Linked DNA regions of Mus musculus: region 2 is linked to region 1. A link is a contact called in public Hi-C data. All regions are on one chromosome and are shown on one strand. The core of a region is the stretch at or near the end of the contact, and the rest is flanking DNA. Distances in the headings are between cores, read along the strand shown.

Region 1 (4,684 bases), core at 1,933-4,432:
AGGTAAGTAGGGTAGCCAGACTTGTGTTTCTAGTCTTTGTGTCTGCCATCTTAGCGCCTCGCTCTGTTGAGTGGGAAAGCACACATGGAAAATAATCATAGCTTCAGTCTGTCTGATTTCACAGCTGTGAAAGCGAGAGGCTCTTTGATTAGCTGTCCCTTATGTTTTCTATCTTCTCTTACTGGAAAGAGACACAGTTTGTGTCTCTTTATTAACTGTTACATCCCCAGCACATAAAGCTACTTCTAGAACAAGTAATTCTTGGGCGATTTTCTTCACCCCCCTTTGCTCTCAGATAACTGCAGGGCATTTCTGTGCTTGATCTAGCCCATTTTAACTTCCAAATCAATGACCCCGAGATCTGGTATTTTTATTAGCAAGCTGTGAGCACTAAGTTGGACAGGTTTGGAGATGTTCTAACCTAGCTATGCTGCCCACTTACCAGCCATATGGTCCTTTGTCTGCATGTGGGTCTTTTTTTTTAATTCGATATTTTATTTATTTACATTTCAAATGTTATCCCCTTTCCCGATTTCCCCTCCCCAAGAAGTCTCTATCCCGTGCTCCCTCCTCCTGCTTCTATGAGGGTGCCCCCCACCCACTCACCCACTCCTGCCTCCCTGCCCTCACATTCCCCTACACTGGGACATCGAGCCTTCATGGTACCAAGGGCCATCCTCTGCTACATATATGGCTGGAGTACTCCGTGGTTGGTGGTTTAGACCCTAGGAACTCTGGTTGGTTGATATTGTTGTTCTTCCTTATGGGGTTGCAAACCACTTCAGCTCCTTCAGTCCTTTTTCTAACTCCTCCATTGGGGACCCTGTGTTCAGTTCAATGGTTGGCTGAGAGCATCTGCCTCTGTATATGTCAGGCTCTGGCAGAGCCTCTCAGGAGACAGCTATATCAGGCTCATGCCAGCATGCACTTCTTGGCATCCACAATAGTGTCTGTGTTTAGTGACTGCATCTGAGTCTTGACCTGGCTCTGGTCCATGTATGCCCTCATGGATGATCTCTTATTATAGCCTCATGGTGAATCTTCCTGTTCCATCCATATGGTCTCTCCACACCTTCATCCTTCCCTTCCCCTCCCCTTCCCCTCCTCCTCTTCCTCTCTTTCTTCTTCTTCTTCTTCTTCTTCTTCTTCTTCTTCTTCTTCTTCTTCTTCTTCTTCTCCTTCTCCTTCTCCTTCTCCTTCTCCTTCTCCTCCTCTTCCTCCTTCCTCCTCCTCCTCTTCTTCTTCTAGTTCTTCTTTTCTTCCTTCTCCTCCTCCTTCTTTCTCTTCCTCCCCTCTTCTCTCTCTGTCTCTCTCTGTCTTTCTCTGTCTCTCTGTCTCTCTCTGTCTCTCTGTCTCTCTGTCTCTGTCTCTCTGTCTGTCTGTCTCTGTCTGTCTGTCTGTCTGTCTGTCTGTCTCTCTCTCTCTCTCTCTCTCTCTCTCCCTCCCTCCCTTGGGATCCCCAGACTGGGTCCAGAAGTCTTGCCCTATTCTCTTCTCCTGCACAGCCATTGGCTCATCAGTGATTTATTAACCAGTAGGAGGTGATGGAAAACAATCTTTACACATCATTGATTTAGGTGCTCCAAAAATCACGACAATGCCAGTGTCTGGATTGCAACCAGATATCTGGGTACAGCAATCAGTAGCTGAAAACATAGTGCACAAACCATCCCTCAACAGGCTTGTCATCTGATTTCCCAGCACAGCTAAGAAGGAAGGCACTGGGGTCAAGCACTCTGTGGACAAATGCATTTCAGATATGGTTTCTCCTTGTTCTTAAGACCCATTTATCACTCACATTTAGTGTAGAGCATTTGCCCAGCATATGTAGGCTCCCCAGTTCCATCCCCAACAAGGAAAAAAGAAAAATGTTACACTGGTATTTTGTTTTTGTTTTTGTTTTTTGGGTTTTTTTGTTTTGTTTTGTTTTGAGACGGAGTTTCTTGGGGCCCGAGCTAGCCTTGAATTCTTTCATTAACGCTGAGGCTGACTTTGAACTTCTGACCCTCTTGCCTCAAATGCTGCAGCTACTGTGGGCATATGCACCACTCCCGGCTTCGCTGTGTTTGCTTAATTAAAACAGAAGCAAAAAACAAACCAACAATAACTAGCAAAAGACATACTCCAGAAGAACAAAATCCCTTTATTTCACAACTCTTTTGTATATGTAACTTAATTTGCATATTTCACAGGAGGGACCTGACTCTAAAGCCCATGTTTAATGAAGTCACTTAGAGACTCATAATTATCACCTGTATCTGACAAGTTAGTTGCTTTTTCTCTGGTACAGCTCTGAAGCCAGGACTATGACACTGGCAGTGCCCCAGACTTAAAGTCTAAAAACTTGGCACCAGAGCTCAGCTCCTTCTGCCCACTGATCTGTCTGTTTTAATCTCTTAACCTCTAGGAAGTCCAGTCTTTTCCTTGTAAGATGTAGCTAATCTGGCCTCACATCCCTTAAGGTCAGAACACACTGCTCTAAGAACAGATTAACCATTGTTTGAGCATCCTAGAACTGCATTCACTCAAACCAAGCTGGTCCAAATTAGTCCTCCATGCAGCCAAGGAATATAGACCATAGGAGATTGGAAGACTGCCACAGAGAGCAACATAGTTCAGTCTAAGGTATTTTCGTTTTGTTTTAAAATTTTAAATTCTGTTTCTGTGTGTGTGTGTGTGTGTGTGTGTGTGTGTGTGTGTGTGTGCCATGACTGGTGTGTGCAAGTTAGAGAACAACTTACAGAAATTGGCTCTCTCCTTCTACCACGTGAGTCCTGAGAATGAAACTCACATCTTCGGACTTGGCAATGTGGGCCTTCACCAAAAGAGCCATCTCACTTGCCCTTCTTAAAGGTTTTGGTTTGGTTTGGTTTGGTTTGGTTGTTGTTTTTTTTAAGTAGAAGCACACTCTAAATTAACACTAAATAGCCTCGTAAACACATAAACAAGAACTGCAGTCACTTACAAGTACTCTGCACCGTGCACCAGTGTGCCGCTGTGCTGATATAGAACAAATGAACCACAAGTTTGAGATCTCAGGCATCAGAAGCTGTACAGCATGGTCACCCAGGGCATCTCTAGCTTAAGGGCTACTTCGGCCCCATTACGGCCTTTTAGGACCGCTAAGAAAAGCCGCTGCTATGGCTGTGGGCCAAGGCCACACTGCGGCCAAGGCTAGCCTGAGATCACGTGTGTAAATTCAGTCAATAAAACTCCTGGCTAGGACAGGGAAGCGGGAGTGGGTGGGTTAGTGAGCAGGGGGAGGGGGAAGGAATAGGGGGATTCTCAGGAGGAAATGAGGAAAGGGGATAAAATTTGAAATGTAAATAAAGAAAATATCTAATAAAAATATTTTTAAAAACCCTCCTGGCTAGTGGTTATTTCAAATAACCAGAAAGTGTGTGCCACTCGCTAGGCATTCTGGGTGTACAAAGGCAGGAAACTGCCCTCAGCACAAGCTGAGTGCTGTGCTGGGTGGGATTCTAGCAGCAAAGATACCTGCAAGTGCTTCAGCAGGTCAAGCTTGTTCCTCTAGAAACCTCAATCCTGCAGTTACCTGTCACTACCAACAGATGGCACTCACAGTCACGGAGGCTAAGCAGGATTGAACGTGGCTGCTAGGTGGAGACCAGAACACCGCAAAAATGAGGTTTGAGGTGAAAAAAATACTTCACTTTGTTGGCTCAGGGCTGTAATCTCAGCACATGGGAGTCTGAGGCAGAATGACTACCACGATTTTGAGCCATCCGGGGCTTCACTGTGAGCTCCTATCTCAAAAAAAAAAAAAAAAAAAAAAAGGAAGAGAAAGTTCACGTGGAGGGTGTGAATCCGTGACAGAGCTTTTCACACAGCAGGTTGAGAGAGGTAGATGCCAAATACACACATACACACACGCACCTACACACGCGCACACACATGCGTGCACACACGCACAAAGGAAGAAAGAGTGGCATTTGAAAGCAAGGACTGGCAAGAGTGGACTGCTGCTTAGGAGCTGTGGTTCTCAATCTTCCTAGTGCTTCAACCCCTTAATACAGTTCCTCATGTTGGGGTTAGCCCCAACCAAAAATTATTTTCTTTACTGCTTCATAACTGTAGGTTTGCTGCTGTTATGAACTGCAATGTAAATATGTGGTCCAATGATCTTAGGGGGCCCCTGTGAAAGAGTCATTTGACCCTCAAAGGACTCGCACGACCTACGGATAGAGAACCGCTGACCTAGAAACTAAAAAAAAAAAAAAAGGACCAGGTTCAAAGAATGACAGACTTATGAGAACTGCCAAATCCTCAACCGTCTTCTTGTGTCTGTGGAGCTGAGCTTGGATGGACTTCAAGAATACAAAACAACAGGGCAGAGAATCCGGGCAGCAGGAGACCCTGGGAGTCCCCTCCAGAACAGTGGCTGGAGAAAACTACATTTGGGGAAATCTCCTGAGGTTTAAACCAATGTCCTTTAGGCTCCTAGTCTGTTTGGGGAAGGTGGGCATTACTAATGTCCTTGGAGGAACGGGAACATTCTCACAGCTCCCGGGTGTCAGCTCCTTGCCCTTGCAACCAAAAAACCCTGCTCCCCTCCAGGATGCACAGCTGCTTCTGGAAGCATCTGCCAGGGACTCTATTTCCTCATTCCGCAGCCCTTGGCAGCTGGACGGAGCCATTTGAATGCGTTTGGGCCACCAAATGT
Region 2 (4,478 bases), core at 1,163-3,662, 51 kb after region 1:
GGCTCCTTTTCCACATTCATTCACTGACTCAACAACCCTGGAATTGGCTAATCCACTCATGAGGGCAGGCCCCTCATGACCTAATCACTTCTCAAAGGCAATGTCTGGCCCTGCTCTGTGTTTTGTTTACTTGCTTGATGGTTTTCCTGTACAAAGGGGTAACATTGGACCACTGAACTACATCCCTAGCCCAGACCCTACCTCTTTAGTTAGACCTTCCAAAGAGGATTAAATTTCAATGTGACTTTTGAGGAGGGCATTTAAAACATCTCTCTCCCCACAGATGTTTCTTTTCTTTAAACTATTAATGGTTTTAGACCCTACTATTTAGTTTTAAATTCTTTACTCTCTTGTGCCCATTATTATTTCATTCTCAGTACATTTTACCTCTTCTTCAACTTAACAGTAATCTCTATAGAATGACACAGTTTGCATGCTGTCATTCCATGTCTAGTAAGACTTCAAGATATTGAATGTGTGGATTAAGAAGAGCAAGCTAGGAACACGTATATATCTTGTGGTAGTCTGTCACATTATTTGTCAGTGAGATCGGTGACAGAAGAGGCCCTCAGCATAGGTGGGATTCTTTTTAAAGACAGGAAACCAGACTCAAATAGAAGCTCTTGTAAGCATCTGTGGGCTGAGAAGATGAAGCTGGACAGCTCACAATCCTTTAAAAACAGACTGTCAGCAAGAGGCCATCGGAACTAGGGTTCTCAGAGCTCCTCTGCCCAGAATACCATGGATATTCCTCCAGCCAAAGCAAGAGGAATTTATGCCTAAGGGGAAATCCAACACCTGGGTCTATAGGTAAGGTGATTGTGTCACAGTTATCTGAGGACTGCTCTCCTCACAACGGAGAGGGGACTAGAAGCATTATGCCCTCCCTCCTTTTGGTAGAAATAGAGACTTCCAGATATCACATGACACCAGGAACTGCCTCCAAGGCCAAGGCAGCAGCAACAGCAGGAACTTGGTTCCAGCAGCAGCAGGAACCAAGACTGTCCCTGGCAGAAGTCAGGAACAGTGCAGGACCCAGCACCTAAGCAGGACCTCACCTCTGTAAAACCCAGGAGGTACCAAAGAACCTGACTGAAACCGTTGTCAAGTTTAATGTTATCCTACCCTACACTTGACGCAGACAGATACAACCTTCTAAATATTCTAAATTCTATTTTTAAGGCCCTGCCTGCACTTTGCATTCTGGGTCTGCTCTTGAAACCCCATAATGACCGTGACCCAGGAACATCTCTCTGGGACTTACTTCTCCAGCCTATGTTGTCCCTGAGTTAAGGGCTGGCCAGAACAGCTGGTAAATAAATAAAAGTCGCCTGCAGCACCACCCCTCAGACCCCACATTCTCCCCTGGAGGAAGCAGGGAAGACAATACACAGGTCTGGAGCACTGTGGCTCCAGTCTGTGTTGCAACACAACATCCCCTCCAAGTCTAAAGAATCTGTGGAGTGAAGACGTTGGACTCATTGTTTTGTTCCTGGTCCACAGTAGGAAAACCCTAGATTTCCAACTTTGCCCTTTCTGATTGCAGGAAAAGGGGAGGACAGGCAGGAGGTAGTAAAGGCAGAAGCGATGGTGAGCAGTATTTTGGAGAACAGAGCTATCCATCTGTGTCGTCAAAGTCCTACCCAAACCCTGGCTCTGAAAACCTTCAGCCTGCTCCTCCTTGGAGCTCTGATCTAACCACCACCCCCAGGTCCCCTTATCCTCTCTACTTCCAATATTGTTTCAAAACTCCAGATTTTTATTTCTTTTCTGGATCTTTACAAAGTAATTCAGCTACTCAATAAAGTCTTTGGCGGTTGGCCCAGACTGCTCCGGAGTCTCACTTATCTAAGCAAATGCACTCTAAAATTGGTATTTATTGTTCAGTCACCTTAGATAGATTCCCCGCCCCACCCTCATTTACACATTTTTAAAATAAATTCCTTTATTGGTAAGGAAACTGCAGTTTTAAAAGAAAGTGGGTGTGGATTTTCATAAAAGCTCCATAGGGCGTGGATGAGCCCAGGGCTTGCAGGAATCCGGGGTCCGACTGACAGAAAGGCAGTGGCGCTTGCACGGGGGCTGCACGCACCTGGCGCGTGCCACTGTTGTTGCGCAACCGGCTGGACCTGGTCTCCAGACCCGCCCTAAGGCAGACCCCGCGTCCTCCAGCCAGGTATCAAGAGGAGTCCCCACCTAAGATCCTCAGATCCCTGGCCACCAATCCTACCCCACCCAGGCTTGCGTGTCCTCGGGTTTCCTACCCCAGGGGCGTCCCCAGTGCAGTGAGCTGCGTCGCCCCAGGTACGTGGGCGGAGCGCGCGGCATTTAAGGCGCGCTCCACCTCCCCAGGACAGCGGCTGGCGGTCGGCCGCGGAGGTGCGTGCTGGGTCCGGGTTGGTGCCTTGTCTCTGTAACGCCAACATCGTCGCTGTCACCACTCAGGGACCCGGACCTGCACACCGCCGCGGCAGCCGCCACCGAAAGATCGGACCTGTCTCTAGGAACCACAGTCCAGCGCGCCGCTAAGGCAACGCGCGTCCTCATACTTACCGGGCTCACCTCAGCACGCCAGCATCCGGTGTCTTTCATCATTTGCCAGCGGGTTGGACCACCAGTCACAGTATGCGCCGGGTGCGTGATATCTCCAGGTCTAGTGGGGACCTTAGACGACCATCGGGAAGCGCAGGAAAAAGAAAAAGAAATGCTTGGTCTTGGGACAATAGAGGTTATAGTTCTTAACACTGAACTCAATCCCAGCTGCCAAGAACATATATGGTAAACTTTTGGGCAGACAGTGTATAGAAGTTAGTATAGTTGTGCAAGAAGGGTCCTCAGAGTTGCCAAGCACAGCAGCTGTTCTGCAAGCTCCAATTCGGAGATGACTTGGGTTCTGTTGGATGCAAGGGTCTGAAAAGGCACGCTTGCAGTGAGCCTATTTGAAACTAAACCGCTTCCTTAAGAAGCAGTGTGAACCATGGACCAAGGTGCTAGGGAAAATGATAACTTTCACGCCTGCCCAGACCCAGAGAGGGGTCCCTTGAAAAGATGCTGCTGGGGCTGTACCAGATGAGGCTTCTGCCTCCACAGAGAAGGGATTTTGTGTGTGTGTGGGGGGGGGGGGTAAGGAGGGAGACTTCCCACAGTCGGGTCCTCCACTTCCTCTCCAGCTGGAGATGAAGGGGCTAGCGCTCTTCTTCTTCTAGGGATACCCCCACCCTCTGGGAGGAACTAGGCACCTCCTCAAGGAAACCTGTCTGGAGCTAATATTTACACGTCTGCTTCTCTTCCAGAAAACAGAAATCTATTCTGTAGAGCTCAATGGAACTAAAGACGTCGAGCTGGCAGACCAGAAAGATGACAAAAAGTTCAAGGGCGGGAAGAACAAAGACTCAGAACCCAACAAGAGTCAGGAGGAGGAGCTGAAGAAAGAACTTGATCTGGTCAGTCCCCTGAAGGCAAAAGAGTCTGGTGCCTCCTCACCAGAGCATGTGCCATTATAACTTCCCTCTGGTAAAGGAAAAAAAAAAAATGGCATCAACGTCTTGGAATATCTTAGAAGGGTTCCAATCTCCTTGTTTGTTGCTTGGTTGGTTTGTCTGTCTGTTAGAGCATGATGATAACTTTACTTGTTGGGTTCTGTTCTCCTGTGTCCTCCTCTATCCTTGCTGCCAGATTCCTGTGTTCTGGTTGGAGGCAGTCCTAGACAGGACCAGGAGGTTAACTGTAAACGCCAGAGGCAGAGAGGCAGAGCCCATTCCTCTCATTCACCATCTGAGGTGTTATGTATTCCTGGGAAAAAAAAAAAAAAAACAACTGCTCTAGGGGAGAAATGTCTGGCTTGGGTTCCACAATCATAGTCTCAATCTAAGCCCTTCTCAAGGACTGAACTGTAACTGGGCACAATCAAACTATGGAAACTCCCCTCCCCAAACCCCCACTCTCCCCACTCCCCCCACCCATCCCCCACCCCACCCCTTCTTTCCCTATGTAAAATGGGAAACAGTTTGCTCGAAGTCTGTGGCGGGGTGGGGAAATGAGCTATGTTTTAGAAGTTAAGTTTCTTTATGGAAGGGTGATATTATTATGTCGCTGGGTTACTAAAGCTGATGGCTTTAATGAACAACTTACCCTGGATGTGAACTGCAAGCTATCCTCTCAGGAAGGTCAAAGGGAGCTTGGGGTTGTGTTGGATCGCCCCTGCGGTTCGCTGGACCGCCCCTGCGGTTCATTGGCAGACCTCAAAGCCCCGGGGCGTGTTGGGCTACTGCCAGATTTACGCAGACCGCTCCTTCAGGCTAGGTCACCAATCGTTCACTACTGGGGAACTTGGCACGGTGAGAGCCTCATGAGGAACCAACAAATGCTAGAAGTCCGAGCTGTTTAACTTTCCTGGAGCGATTGTTAAACATTTCAGAGCCAACTGTTAGACAGCTGAACGCATGGTTCCTGGTAGGCACTTGAGGAGATGGCTCAGA

The links. Hi-C and Micro-C count contacts between places; a contact is called where the count stands out from the background.
Region 2: a contact with region 1 is called in a Hi-C map of uterus, with 7 times the contacts expected there. The contact joins the promoter of Atp12a here to the enhancer-like site in region 1. A contact is called at or near these places in 2 of 39 promoter capture datasets (liver and stem cell-derived epiblast-like cells), 2 of 15 datasets of contacts at CTCF or cohesin (CD8 T cells and stem cell-derived epiblast-like cells), 30 of 484 Hi-C or Micro-C datasets (CD4 T cells, the G1E-ER4 cell line, Th1 cells and 14 more) and 6 of 115 datasets of contacts at active chromatin or transcription factors (CD8 T cells, astrocytes, cardiomyocytes and 2 more).

The regions. Positions count from the first base shown.
Region 1 is chr14:56,311,024-56,315,707 of GRCm38.p6, forward strand. No RefSeq gene overlaps it. Among named protein-coding and RNA genes, the nearest start is that of Gzmb, 51 kb to the left of the region's middle. Within about 2 kb of position 3,183, at least 15 of the 459 cell types and tissues checked have an H3K27ac peak or open chromatin away from gene starts, as enhancers often do. A contact at or near this core is called in uterus, where this site is marked.
Region 2 is chr14:56,362,656-56,367,133 of GRCm38.p6, forward strand. It overlaps Atp12a (ATPase, H+/K+ transporting, nongastric, alpha polypeptide), which reads left to right and starts at 2,413. Exons shown (of 23, transcript NM_138652.2): 1 at 2,413-2,634; 2 at 3,294-3,443. The coding sequence starts at 2,626.